2 separate regions of the Mus musculus genome follow, and region 2 is linked to region 1. A link is a contact called in public Hi-C data. All regions are on one chromosome and are shown on one strand. The core of a region is the stretch at or near the end of the contact, and the rest is flanking DNA. Distances in the headings are between cores, read along the strand shown. Region 1 holds the start of Ado (2-aminoethanethiol (cysteamine) dioxygenase). Region 2 has its middle 35 kb from the start of Gm32515.

Evidence for each region. Hi-C and Micro-C count contacts between places; a contact is called where the count stands out from the background.
Region 2: a Hi-C map of bone marrow-derived macrophages shows a contact between it and region 1, with 50 read pairs. The contact joins the enhancer-like site here to the promoter of Ado in region 1. A contact is called at or near these places in 5 of 39 promoter capture datasets (the C10 cell line, liver, macrophages and 1 more), 2 of 15 datasets of contacts at CTCF or cohesin (CD8 T cells and pro-B cells), 37 of 484 Hi-C or Micro-C datasets (B cells, the C10 cell line, CD4 T cells and 24 more), 17 of 115 datasets of contacts at active chromatin or transcription factors (CD8 T cells, the SCID.adh cell line, Th17 cells and 8 more) and 3 of 9 other capture datasets (adipose tissue, embryonic stem cells and liver).

The regions. Positions count from the first base shown.
Region 1 is chr10:67,547,521-67,550,406 of GRCm38.p6, reverse strand. Ado (2-aminoethanethiol (cysteamine) dioxygenase) reads left to right here and starts at 1,452. Exons shown (of 1, transcript NM_001005419.2): 1 at 1,452-2,886. The coding sequence starts at 1,634. The coding sequence ends at 2,404.
Region 2 is chr10:67,627,703-67,630,749 of GRCm38.p6, reverse strand. No RefSeq gene overlaps it. Among named protein-coding and RNA genes, the nearest start is that of Gm32515, 35 kb to the left of the region's middle. Within about 2 kb of position 1,594, at least 9 of the 459 cell types and tissues checked have an H3K27ac peak or open chromatin away from gene starts, as enhancers often do. A contact at or near this core is called in bone marrow-derived macrophages, microglia and peritoneal macrophages, where this site is marked.

The DNA.
Region 1 (2,886 bases), core at 203-2,702:
ACCCAGCATTCTTTGGAGGAATGAACTGAGGACTTGGAAAGGTACGCTGTGCAGAAAGCCACAGCTTGTGAGCACCACAATAAGCTGCAGAAGCTACGTCCTTGTGTCCCTTGGTTCCTTTTACACCAATTCAAACTGTGTTTCGTTAAGTTGCACTTACGTCTTTTCCAAATGCGCACCTGCAAATTAATCTCTCGTGTACAGGCGGGGAATAATACAGTCAGTGCCTACGTCTTAAAAGTTTCTGTGAGGGTATTACTAAGATAAAACTCATTATTTAATGTATTTAACAAGGTACCTGGAATACCACACTTACTGGCTAGGATGCAAAACCCACACACACATACACACTAAAAGCCTGCCTTCTTAACTGAAAAGGATTTCCTGGGCCACTGCAGTTATAAACCCATGTTTAATTCTGAAAGTCCAAGAAGACCTTAAATTCAAGGGTAAGATTTAAATTCATAATATCTACTATCTTCCTTTGCCAGCCACCACCTACGTCTGCAAAAAGTCCAGAGAATAATCACTCTGCGGTGACCTAACTTCATAAACCAGCCCGATAGTTGCATTGCTCTAGAGACTCATGACAGCGATAATCTATTCTGACAAAACGCCCCTTGCCCCTCAACTGGTGTTTCTCGGGCGCCCTACGGATGGATAACCACTAGTATACAGAACCCTTGGCTGTAGCAAATGGCCTCTCAAAGCTTCCCGCTATCAGTGAGTCAAGGAGCAGCGTCATCAGGCCCAGAGGCAAACAACAGCTGCGCACAGCTGTGCTGGGTGACCGCTTTGGTTACCCGCCCGACCCCATTCACCTCCTAAGAAACAGAAAAATAGACAAGCGCCATCCACAGATCTCCACGGCGCACACAGTGTGGCCTACGAGCAGCTAAGGTTGACCCCGAAACCTCATTCCTAGGGAGCAAGGGTCAAAGGTGACCCCGAGTGACCCAGCAGGCCCTAGCGGCACAAGAAGGTTAACGACCCTCTTGTGCCGTTTTTTTCCCAGCGGCGAGAAGCCTCCACCAGCTGCCGGAAGTATGTCACCCCGACTGCGGGGATGGCGGGAGTTGTAGTTAACTGGCTATATCTCTTGCAATAATAGTTCAGTTTTATCAAACAAGTAAACACCCTGAGGCTCTGCAAAACGAACGCGCTGCTCGCTTTCTGCCAAGTTCTTAAAAAAATCCTGGTTTCCCCTGCTCCGCAGGACGCGTTCGTGCCCCGCGCAAGCGCAGGCTCGGACTACACATCCCAGCGTGCCTTGCGGCGCTCCCGCCGCGCCCGGCTGTAGTCGTTGGTGTGGGCCGCGTGAATGGAGCTCCGCGCGTGAGGCAGCGCCTGGCACGGCCCGCGCCAGCGCCTGTCTGGGCCCCGGAGCGTGAGTGCGGGTAGCGGCCGTGCGCGTGCGCACTCGCCTTCGCGCGCGGGCAAGCGCCCGACCATTGGCGCGCTAAGCGGGCGACCGTGCAAGGCGGCCCCGCGCGCCCCGCTGGCCGGTTGTTGCGGGGAGGTCTCCCGCCTGGCGCGGGGGTCCGCGCGGGTAGCCGTGGCGGCCGCCGGAGACCGCAAGGGGCGGCGCAGAGGCGGAACGGGCCGGCCGCGAGCCGCGCAGGAAGCGCCAAGCATGCCCCGCGACAACATGGCCTCCCTGATCCAGCGCATCGCTCGCCAGGCGTGTCTCACCTTCCGCGGCAGCTCGACGGGCTCCGAAGGGCCGGCGCCGGGCTTCCCGGAGAACCTGAGCCTGCTCAAGAGCCTGCTGACCCAGGTGCGCGCCGAGGACCTCAACATCGCGCCGCGCAAGGCGCTGCCGCAGCCGCTGCCCCGCAACCTCCCGCCGGTCACCTACATGCACATCTACGAGACGGAGGGCTTCAGCCTGGGCGTGTTCCTGCTCAAGAGCGGCACGTGCATCCCGCTGCACGACCACCCGGGCATGCACGGTATGCTCAAGGTGCTGTACGGCACGGTCCGCATCAGCTGCATGGACAAGCTGGACACGGGGGCCGGGCATCGGCGGCCGCCGCCAGAGCAGCAGTTCGAGCCCCCGCTGCAGCCCTTGGAGCGGGAGGCCGTGCGACCGGGCGTGCTGCGTTCCCGGGCCGAGTACACCGAGGCCAGTGGGCCCTGCGTGCTCACTCCACACCGGGACAACCTGCACCAGATTGATGCCGTGGACGGGCCAGCTGCCTTCCTGGACATCCTGGCCCCACCCTACGACCCGGAGGACGGCCGGGACTGCCACTATTACCGTGTAGTGGAGCCCATCAGACCCAAGGAGGCTTCCGGCTCTGCCTGCGACCTTCCCCGAGAAGTGTGGCTCCTGGAGACACCACAGGCCGACGACTTCTGGTGCGAGGGAGAGCCCTATCCAGGCCCCAAGGTCCTACCTTGAAGCTCCTGCCGCCCGGGGAACTGTGGGCCAAAGATGTACCCTGCCCTGCTCAAGAAAGGCCTGGCTGCCCTCTATCTTCCATAAGGGCTCTTCTCTCCGCCCCCTCGCCTGGACGATGGATTTACTGGAGTGACCAGCGCCACATCTTGAGGAACCTTGGGGAACACGGCCCACTGGAGTACAGCCACCACCGGGCACGGTTATGGGGGCGGGTGGGCGGAAGGCTAGGTTGATTCCTGGTATCCTCAGTGCCACCAAGGCTTTGATTTAAGGGAACCGGGCAGGGACCCTAAAGCGCTTCCATCCTAAAGCCATAATGAAACCATTTTTGTTTCTCATTCTCTACAAAATACACTAAGTAGTTTTGAATCCCTCTTCCCTTCGGTGACTCAGATTTGTTTTCTCTCCTGCCCACGATTGCTCCTTAATAGTTTAATTTATTACTGATTGTGCATGACCTTGAATTGTTCTTGTTTTCTTTT
Region 2 (3,047 bases), core at 345-2,844, 80 kb before region 1:
AGGCCTCCCATGGGTTTCCACCTGCCTTGGCATGTGGACTTTTAAACTGTGTTGAGACTGTGGAAAGCTATGGAAACTTTTAAAGTTGGACTAAATACATTAATATGAGTACAGTCTCATGGAGATTTGAGGGTAGAATATGGCAGTTTAAGCAAGAATGGCCCCCATTGGCTCATATATTTGAATGCTTGGTCTATATGAGGTGGGACTAATTGGAAAAGGTTCAGATGTGCAGCCATGTTGGAGAAGGTGTGTCACTGGGGGTGGGCTTTGAGCTTTCAAAATCCCCCACCATTCCTACTTAGCTCTTTCTACCTGTTTGCAGATCAGATGTAAGCTCTCAGCTACTACTCTAGCACCATGCCTGCCTGCCTGATTCCATGTTCCCTGCCATGTGGGTCATGGACTCTAACCCTGTGGAACTTGCTCATAGTATTCATCAAGGTAAGAGAAAAGTAACGAAGATAGGAGAAGTAACGTGTGGCTTGGATCCTGGAAATGAGGACTTGGAAACCAGAGGGACCGAGGCTTTGACAGACATTGTATGCCCTGTCAAAGAGCACAGGAGCATATTACTCAGGAGACCAACATGACAACCTAATGGAGAACACCCAGAAGGAGATACATGAAGTAGGAGGATAGTCATTGCCTGGGAACCGGAGAGCCAAGATCCAAATCACTCACGTGCTGCTTTCTCTGGCTTCCATTTCCTTCCAAAGAAAATAAAAGGGCAATGTGAAGTATAGGTAAAATATTAAATGCATGGAGTTAAGTGTAAGAAAAGGAGAATGAAGACAAAGGCTAAAAGGTTCCACGTGATTTCATGAGGAGTCGCACATGTTGGCACAGAACCATTACCTCAGCAGGAGAGCCCAATGCTGAAGGCTGTATCAAAAGAAGTCTGTCTGTGAAGCTTGCTCGGGTTCAACCGCTTAGCATTTCTGTGTTTGCTAGAATGTAGCTCTATGCCTTAGAATGTAACAAGCTAAAAAACAGGAAGCCAAGCTAATGCGAAGGCTTCAAGAGAGGAATTGATTTGTCTCATGTGACAGGAATTCCAGGAGTAGAAACAGGCCTCAGTGGGGCTCAGCATCCCCACCAGAGACTCAGAGGTTGTCTTAGTTTAAGTTTCTATGACTGTGATGAAACACCATGACCAAAGAAATCTGGGGAAAGGGGGCTCATTTCAGCTTACACTTCCAGGTAACAATCCATCATGGAGGGATGTCAACCTGGAATTCAAATGGGGCAGGTACCTGGAGGCAGGAGCTGACGCGTAGGCTATGAAAGGGTGCAGCTTACTGGCTTGCTCCCTGCTTTCTTATAGGACCCAGCACCACCAGCCCAGGGATGGCAGTACCCACAAGGGGCTGGGTCCTTCCCCACTGATCATTAAGAAAATGCCCTACAGCTAGAAGTTATGGAGGCTTTTTCTCCCTTGAGGTTCCCTCCCTTCAGATGGCTCTAGCTCGTGTCAAGTTGACATAAGCTAGCCAACAGTATTTCTGTCCTGTCACCCTGGATGTGGGTACAGCTTCACGCTTGCCCTTGTGGTCCCAAGCTGATCCCTGCGTCTTGAGGCTGCCCATCTTCTCTACAGATAAGGAAGAAAGCGAAAAGGAGAAGAAGAAGGACACAGGGTTAAAGGGAAATGACTAACTAGTCTGTGCCTTTTGTTTTCCGTGGAAAGGAAAAAAACTTTCTCAGAATCCGCACTTAGATTACTTCTGCTTGTCCTCTGTTGGACAGAATGTGTCAGATAGGGACCACCAGCCAGAAAGTGTCTGGGTGAAAGGGGTCTGTGGATCCAGTAGGGTCAACCTTCACCAACATTCTCGAGAGCCACTCGCCAGGCATGGTGACACATGTCTGCAGCCTCAGCACTTGGGAAGTAGAGGCAGGAGGAGCCTCGGTTCAAGGTTACCTTTGATTACATAAAAAGTTCAAAGGTAGCCTGGGACACAGGAGACCCTTAAAACAACAACCAAAACCAACCAACCACCAAACAAAACCTTCCACCCCTTCCACCCTTGATTACAATGAAAAAGGAAATGACCTATAACATTTAGCATTTCATATAAAAAATATAAAATATTTTTAGACACGGTCTTCCACTGACCCCAGTGTTCACAGATGCAGCTAGACCGACTGTTCAGGAAGCCCCAAGGATCCCCTGTTTCCTGTGCTGCCAATCCCAGATGTTTGTTTGTTTGTTTGTTTTTCGTTTTTTTTTTTTTTTTTTGTTTTTTGTTTTTTTTGTTGTTGTTGTTTTTAGCACAGGCTGTCTTCAGACACACCAGAAGAGGGCATTGGATCCCACTGCAGATGGTTGTGAGCTGCTATGTGGTTGCTGGGAATTGAACTCAGGACCTCTAGAAGAGCAGTCAGTGCTCTTAACCTCTGAGCCATCTCTCCAGCCCCCCAGATTTTTAAAATGAGCATGCCAAGGCTTCTGAACTCCACTCTGCCTGCTCGCACACCACATTCTTTTTTTTTTTTAATGGTGTTTTGAGACCTACCTGAGCTATCGGGCTTCCCGGCCAAGAGTTTTTAAATGTAACGTGGGCCCGGTAGGCTCCTGGGATGCTCCCTTGCTTTGCTGTTTCAATTGTTCATTTACACTCTCGCAGGACCAGTGCCTGTGCTCTCATCCTCCACCCTCTTTCCCCTTCCCACTCTCAAGGTAGTTATGACTGCACTTCTGGTTCTTCGCAACAAAGCAGCAGCAGAAGAGAATTTGTTGAGTTGCTCCCATGCCCTCTCATGGCCCCTGCTCCGTAGTCTCTGCCTTCCTGTCTATCACCGTGTGTGTGAACCCTCTGGGCCCTGTTTGAGGCCAATGCCTTTGCTCTTCCGCAAGGTGCCACGCGCCTCTCATTTACCCGAAGCCTTTGGCTCACTCATCAGATTCCTCTTTTTACAAAATCGCCTTTGTTGGTTTGCAAGTGTGCTGCCATCCCTCCGATCTTAAACATCGTTAAATAATCGTCTGCCAAAGGCTCGTTTCTTTCTGAGGAACATTTCCCAAAAGATTTGTCTATTTCTGT